2 separate regions of the Mus musculus genome follow, and region 2 is linked to region 1. A link is a contact called in public Hi-C data. All regions are on one chromosome and are shown on one strand. Each heading gives the region's core, a stretch centred on a gene start, on an enhancer-like site or on the middle of the called end of the contact. The rest is flanking DNA. Distances are from core to core; before and after follow the strand shown. Region 1 holds the start of Zfyve1 (zinc finger, FYVE domain containing 1). Region 2 holds the start of Fam161b (family with sequence similarity 161, member B).

Evidence for each region. A called contact is a pair of places that touch in the nucleus more often than the background predicts.
Region 2: a contact with region 1 is called in a Hi-C map of B cells, with 11 read pairs. The contact joins the promoter of Fam161b here to the promoter of Zfyve1 in region 1. A contact is called at or near these places in 1 of 484 Hi-C or Micro-C datasets (B cells) and 1 of 9 other capture datasets (adipose tissue).

Annotation. Positions count from the first base shown.
Region 1 is chr12:83,594,786-83,598,557 of GRCm38.p6, forward strand. It overlaps Zfyve1 (zinc finger, FYVE domain containing 1), which reads right to left and starts at 2,437. Exons shown (of 12, transcript NM_183154.4): 1 at 2,212-2,437; 2 at 1-537. The coding sequence starts at 95.
Region 2 is chr12:84,360,525-84,364,295 of GRCm38.p6, forward strand. Fam161b (family with sequence similarity 161, member B) reads right to left here and starts at 1,304. Exons shown (of 9, transcript NM_001358283.1): 1 at 1,168-1,304. The coding sequence starts at 1,221. Coq6 (coenzyme Q6 monooxygenase) reads left to right here and starts at 1,444. Exons shown (of 12, transcript NM_172582.3): 1 at 1,444-1,713. The coding sequence starts at 1,527.

The DNA.
Region 1 (3,772 bases), core at 1,187-3,686:
AAGATAGCTTCATCAGTCCCACTGCATGCATAACTCTCCTGGCACATGAGCCCCGGATTTAGGCCCTTCTCTGCTAGGGAAGTCTGGGCACTCATAACTTAGACTCGTTTGGAAACCACCCACCCTGCAACAGTCACTACTGTACTTTCCCAGGAATGAAGGAAGACAAATGCTTTGAGGCTGAAGGTGGCTAGCACTTCACAGGGTTCTGAGCCCTTTAAAAAAGAAAACCTGACTGGCTTAGGATTTTCACACGCTCACAAATGTTCAGATTTTTAATTCTCTGCCTCCCAGTCTCTTGTATCAGCAGCAGCAGCAGTGTCCACTGAATTTGATGGTCTCATCCTCTGCAAAGTGCAAAGAAATATGTGGTGGAAGTGAACTTGACAGAGTCTCTGCCACACGCTGAGGGGTCTGCTGGGTTCACAAAGGTCAGCTCATTGGTTTGGGTCTCAGCTACAAAGTCAGAGTGATGACAGAAGGTGGTGAGGAGCTGTTCGATTTACTTGGACCTCAAGCCAATGTTTCAAGGGCTACCTAGAGCAGAAAAAGAAGATTTTACTCATCTGGGGAAAAAAACCAGAAGTGTACCTTAAACTGAGCAAACAAAAAGGAGCACCTAATTGCTAGGCCAAACCCAGAGAGAACCCTCATTCTTGCTTATAAAACTTACAGTGGCTTCTTCTAGGACTAGAAATGTCATCTCAAAATCATGGCTAAGGATCTCCCTTCTGAAATCAACTGCCATGCTGGGTATGGTGGTAAATCCTAGCACTCAAAAGGCTGAAGCCTGCCAGCCTGGTCTACAGAGTGAGTTCCAGGACAACCAGGACTACACAGAGAAACCCTGTCTCGAAAAACCAAAAAAAGAAAAAAGAAAGAAAAAAAAAAAAAAAAAAAAAGGCTGAAGCCTGGCTACTAAACTAACTACAAAAACCAGCCTAGAGGCTCCTGCACAAGGGAGGCAGAGGCAGGTGGATCTCTGTGAGTTCCAGGCCAGCCAGGGCTACACAGAGAAGCCCTGTCTCAAATATGTGTAACAACAAAACACTTCTAGACCCAGAGCTTCTTAAAGATTTTGCTGGTTTGTTGGTAAAATGCTCTTCTCATTTCATTAAGCTCTGATTCAAAATCACTAAACAGACAGCTTTTAGGAGGCTAAGCCCTCTGCACCTGCTCCTTATATATGAGAAATGGAAAAGGAGGTCTGTAAAAAGCTAAGAAAAATATTGTAACAATAAATTCACACCACCCTCAAAGACCTCTACAAACCCAATTATCCTTATAAAATGGACTCTCTCAGCTCTAGTCGAGCAAAGGTCTAGTAAGGACTCTAAAATTGACAACAATAGTCCCAACTTCATTTTCAAAAACAGTAAGACAACTACTGAGCTTCCTCCTGTGCCTCCTCTCTACAGAGGAAGAGAACCGGCAGCAACAGGAGGCAGAATTCCAGCACTTAGGCGCACAGTAGAGCCAGGCCCTACAGTGAGTCAAAACAACTCATTTTCTCTTGTCACTCAAACACTTAAAACAAAACAAACCAAGTCAAAAACTTGGGAAGACAGGAAAGGGGGTTTTGGGTCACTAACGTAACTACACTCCTAATTCTCCCTACCTTTGCCTCCTATTCCAAGAGCACAACCAAGTGTAAAGTCCTCCTTTCAGATATTCACTCCTCCCTTTCAGTAGCCAATCTATCCATCTGATCTTCAGATAAACAAGGCAAGGGAGTAACCAGGGGACCTTATTTTCACCTTAACCTCAGACGTGTCCAGTCAGCTCCCAAAAGGGAAACAAAAATCAAAACTTGTCACTACTAAGAAAAACAGAAAACCAACCTTCAAAAGAACAGCTGACCCTCACCACCACCAGGCCAAGCAAACAATATGCCACTCGGAGCAAACCCCCCCCCCCCAAACCTCGACGCCTCTCTCCAATCCAGGGTCCCTCACCCACCTTGCTCCCGGACACCACCACCACAACCCAAGGGGTGGCAGCGGAGACGAAGAACAAAGAAGGCCCCCCAAATTTCACACAAACCCGCACATCCCGGAGCCGAATCCATTGTTTATGCCACCCCACCCCCACTCGAGCCGCACCCGTCCCCCCTTCCTCCTAGGAGCGACTGGAGGGAGCCCCGGGACCAGCACTCGCCCGGGGCTGGGCCAAGGCGCCCCCGCCCTCTCCGCCGCGGCCCACAGAGCCCACCCGGAGCAGTTCGGCCAAGGCAAGGCGGTGTGGGGGACGCGGATTGCCGACAGGACCCGGGCTGCTCTAGGGCCCCGGCGGATCCATCCTCAGCTCCATCTCCGCCCCCTCCTCCTCTGCTGCCTCCCAGGCTTCCTCCTCTCTTGTTGTCAGTTGGAATCAGCTGATCAGAGTGAACTTCTCCCAGCTCAGACCAACAGGAAGGCATGAACAGCGCAGCCCAGCTAGGGAGGAGCGGCCAGGGGCGGAGCGCGACGACGGGGAGCGGGAAGGGCGCTTGCGGCCTTTTGGGAGTTGTAGTTTTGGGGGGATTGTCGTTCTGCCCTACAGCCCTGAAATACAAGCTCCACATGACTACAATTCCCGATGGAAGCATCGTCGTTGCGAATAGGCGGGACAGACAAGCCTGAAAGCATTTCGGGACTTAGAGTCTCGGCCGGGGCTGAGGTTTTTGCAGGTTGCAGCGACTAGTTTAGGGCAGTGGCCCGGGAAGGAGTATTGTAAATTAAACAAAAGATATGATGTTCTATATAACCAGGAAATGGCACGGCACATTATTATTGTACATCTTTCCTTCAGAAATGCTCAAAGTGGAAAAATACCAGTAAACATTGAGAGGATATTACTATGCTTGAGGCTGTTTTGTTTTCCCTTCAAAGTTAATCAACTGTTAATTTTGTTCCAGCCTTATTCCTTTTCTGCCTTTTTCCATACATAGACATCATAACTTCTAATTTTTATATTGTGCAGAATAGTTACAGTACACACTCCAATAAAATTTAAGATAACAGTGTCTGTAATACTATTGTCTGATTTTTTTAATAATAGCTTTATATTTGTTTAGTACTTTCACTTTTTTCTCATTTATTTCTTGAGACAATATTGAGAGAAAATACAATGCATGGAAAAGATACTGGTCTGTAATGCCTAGGAAAACTAACTACATAGGTTGGTAGGGTAAATCACTCAGTCCTTCCATAAAATAAAGGAATTTTGCTGTGTAATTTCTGATGGCTCTGCCAATCTTAACATATGATTTTTATCTTGATAATGGTTAACCTGAGAGAGAAAACTAAGGTTAGGTTACTTGCCAAGGTACACAGCAAATTATTGACAACACTGGATAAGACCTCATCTTCTGATTCAAGAGGACACTCATAGATCTCAGGACATAATTAGATCAATAGTTAAGCCAAATCTACAAAATAGTGAATGAGCTATGTATACGGATTATATTGCTGAAAATTAACTCTTCATGACACAGAGCCAACAGCGGCAAACCTGGATGAACTTTTTATTTTTTTACCTGTACCACATCACCAACCAGGATAATAAGAACTAAGCCATCTACAATCACATTAAAAAGTGTTTACCAGAAATAAGATGGTGTATGGAGAAGAAGGGATTTTATAAAAGTTAAGCTAACAAGTTTTAAATAAGCCTGAGGTTGGTTGGCATGACAAAGGTTTTATCCCTAAGACTGCCTCTGTGGCTGTGTGTAGCTTTGCCAGATTATTTCATAACCTTGCTTATAAAGTAAATATATTGGTCTATGTGTGTC
Region 2 (3,771 bases), core at 54-2,553, 760 kb after region 1:
TTAGAGATAAGTGTGTGCTCTAACCCTAGCTCTGCTGCTGAAGAACATGTGATCTAGAGCAAAACTCTCTCCTTCCCCTGCCCCTCTCTCTCTGTTGTGACAGGGTCAAAGGGCGACCTTGAACTCCTTATCCTTCTGCTTTAGTAATTTGAGTTGTTGGGATTACAAGTTTGAGCCATAATGCTGGCTCTTTCGTTTTAAAAACAACTTTATTGAAACACAATGTCCATAGTGTACAAGTGAGCCATTCAAAGCGTACTCTCCTCCAGTTTCTAAAACAGCCAGGGTCATCTAGCAATCACAGTAGAAGTCAGACCATTTTCACCATTCCTCTAAAGCAGTGTCCTCAACTGTTCTAATGCATCGACCCTTTAATACAGTGTTTCATGTGGTGGTGAGCCCCAACCATAGTCATTTTCATTGTTAATACTGTAATTTTGCTACTGTTATGAATTGTAAGGTAAATATCTGATATGCAGGATGATCTTAGGTGAAACAGATTGAGAATCTCTGCTCTGAAGCACCAGTGTAGCATTTAATTGTCACTTATATCCCTTAACCCTCCCACATCTTCCTCTCAACCTGTCAGCCCTAGGCAACTACCAGCCTACTTTCTGTTTTCAGAGATTTCGGGGCAAATTGCTTAACCCATCTCTTTTCTTTTCTAGAAAATGGGTTTGAGAGGATACAACACATTAAACACATTCAGTTTAATGAATTTTAATATATTTGAAGAGCTGCGTTTCGGTGCGTTTTCCTTACTCTAAAACGACAACAAAAACCTTGGAAGCTTTTAGAAGTCTCTCCTCACCTCCTCAGCCCTTTTAGAAGTCTCTCCCTGTTTCTCCTCACCTCAGCCCCATGCAATGACGCGCCCCCTAGATTTGCCTTTTCTGGATAATCATATTAAGATAGAGATCGCTTTTAAGATTTTCAAGGTTAATTCGTGGTTTGTTATTAGTACGATTCCTGATATCAGAGCCTGGTACAAGACACAAAAGACCCACGTCCCCCAAGACTGGTTCTCTAAGTGCCCAAGCGCTGCCAATTTTAATTCTTCGCCCTTTGATGACACGCCCCTGACTCTGTCTCCACGGCAACGCTAAACAGTTTCCACTCTTGAGGATTCCTTGCTGAGGCATCCGACTTCCTCCTTTCTCCACTCACCTCACGGCTCCACTCGGCGCACTCAGGACCTCCCGCAGTCCTCCCCACAGTCATCTTCCTAACTAGAGAGAGAGAGAAGCAGAGGTGAAAGCAGCAGTGACAACCGTGACAGCGGCGCCGGCGGTTAGGTACTGCTAGCCACGCCCCTTCATGGCTTTAGCCTTGGATTGGCTTCCAGTCTTTAGTCTGTTCCGCCCAATGAGGCAAGAGCGTCTTCTGATTGGATAATTTTCTTCAACTATTTTATTTCCGGTTTTGAAGACAGGGCTAAAACCACACAAGGTTGACGACTGCCCCGGAAGCACTTTCCAGGACCTATCAGGGAGAAGTCCCGGGCGCGGGCGCAGGCAGGAGTCATTATGGCGGCCCGCATTGGCTCCATGGCAGGCTTGCTCTGCGTTCGCTGGTGGAGTTCCGCGCAGCTCGCAGCCAGAGGAGGCCCGCTAGTTGCCAGCCAGCGATGGGCGGGCTCCTCGGCAGACACCGTGTACGACGTGGTGGTGTCAGGAGGAGGCCTAGTGGGCTCTGCCATGGCTTGTGCCTTAGGTAGGTGCATCTCGACCGCGGGCTGGAGGATCTGGGCTGTGGAGGGACGGTACTCACAGTGGAGGTCGGGACGCTGTCCAGACACCTAACGTGCCTGACCTGGTGCTTTGCTCACTGTCCTTCCAGGGGAGTCCTCGGGAATGGCATGGGTTCTGCGGGATCACAAGTGGGCGGGCCTTTCTAAGTCAGTCTGACCCTTGAGAACTGTCCAGGATTGTTTATGAGCACCTCGAGAGGCATCGGGCTTTGTAGTATCGGATGGTAGATCGGATTGACCTCGAAATCACAGAGATCATCTTCCTCAGTCTTCTGAGTGCTGGGATTAAGGCCCGCGCCCCCACTCCTGGTCTTAAAGCTGCTTTATTAAGATAACATTCATCTAGTTATAAGTGCTCCCACTTAAAGCGTACAGTCCAATGAGTTTTTAGTATTTTTGCAGAGCTATTCAGTACCTACAATAAGTTTTATTACCGTTTCCTTACTTTATAAAAAACCAAAAAGCAAAAAAATAAAAAAAGACTTGGAATTCATTAGATGTCACTCTCCACACTTCTGCTCACCTTCTCAGCCCTACAGACTCTCCTACTTTCTGTCTATAGATTTACCTTTTCCGGATAGTTCTATGTAGTTGGAGATATACTCTGTTTTAAAGGTTAATCCAGGTTGGAGTCTGTATCAGACAGCTTTTGTTTTGAGAGCTGATGCCATCCTCAATTGTGTTGAAAGTATGCTTGGTTTTCACTTTTGGCCTGTAAAGGAATGATGCTAGTAGGGACATTCTGTGTGCAAACTTTGGTGTGAACAGTGTTGATCATCTCGAGGCTATTCTCTAGTGAAATCTCTGGGTTATGTGGCAATGCTGATGTTTTGAAGACCTGCCAGACTTTGAGAGAGTGCCCCAGTTTATGTTATCATTGACAGTAGATGAATGCTCAGGTTTCTCCTGACCCTGACAGCACTATCTGCTGCCTTTTTTCTTTGTCCTCTGAAGTTCGTAGGAAGTGGCTTGTGTTTATATTTCCCTAATGACCAATGGTGTGGAATATATTTACCAAGTGCTGGCATGATGTAGCACCGTTTCTGGGCCCTTCGAAACTTTAGCATTCACATTTTGGTGGCTCGCTCTTGTGTTAGGTTTGTGTGTATGTTTTCCTTTGTACTGCATCCTTCTCTCGCTCTTTTCTGAGCGTCACGGGGAAGGAAGACAGCAGCTCTTTTACTAACGTTCACACACAATTCTGTTTTGTTATTGTTTGCTTTTCTGTCTAGCAAAGTATTATATTTTAAAACTCAGGAGTGACTGTTAAAATCATGGTAGTAAAAAGCATGGTGTTTTTTGCAGGAGGATCAGAAGTTCAAAGCCATCCTTGGGTTACATAGAATGCAAAACTCCCAAAACAAACAAAAATATGTGACTAAGGTATTTCCAATAGTCTTTTTGTTTGTTTGTTTGTTTAAAATAAGGTGCTGTGTAATCTTTGCTGGTGTGGACCTTTAACTGATCCCGCTGTCTCTGCCTCCCAAATGCTGGGCTCCCAAGCACAGGCTGTTACTCCCGAGTTATAAAGGCGCTTACTGACTTTCCCCCTTCAGTCCCCTGTTTTCCATAATTCTTCCTAAAACTCACAACTAATTGTTGTTTTAGGCTTGAGTTTCCCTCTGACATTTGAGTTTGGGAACAGTTCCCTGCATAATTGCACAGTTGCATTCTTAATCCATTCTTGTCATATTCTTTGGGTTTTATTCTGAGACTCCTCCTCCTCCTTGAGCCCCTGGGTAGCCATACAAGTGTGCACCACTACGCCTGGGCTTCTCACTTGATTTCTAGGTGGTTTTTTTCTCATTTCAAAAACAGTTACATTAAATAGCTAAGAAATAAAACACATCACCTGGGTGTATTTTATAATGTACTTGGAAATCTAATTGTTTTCCTTTTAGTTTTATCTTACCCAACAAACATACAGTGCCTACTTTATGGGTCCGCAGCTGGAAATTATATTCTAAGGGAAGAATGTAGGGAATGTGGAACCTGGAAAAGGACACAGATAACCAGGGGGG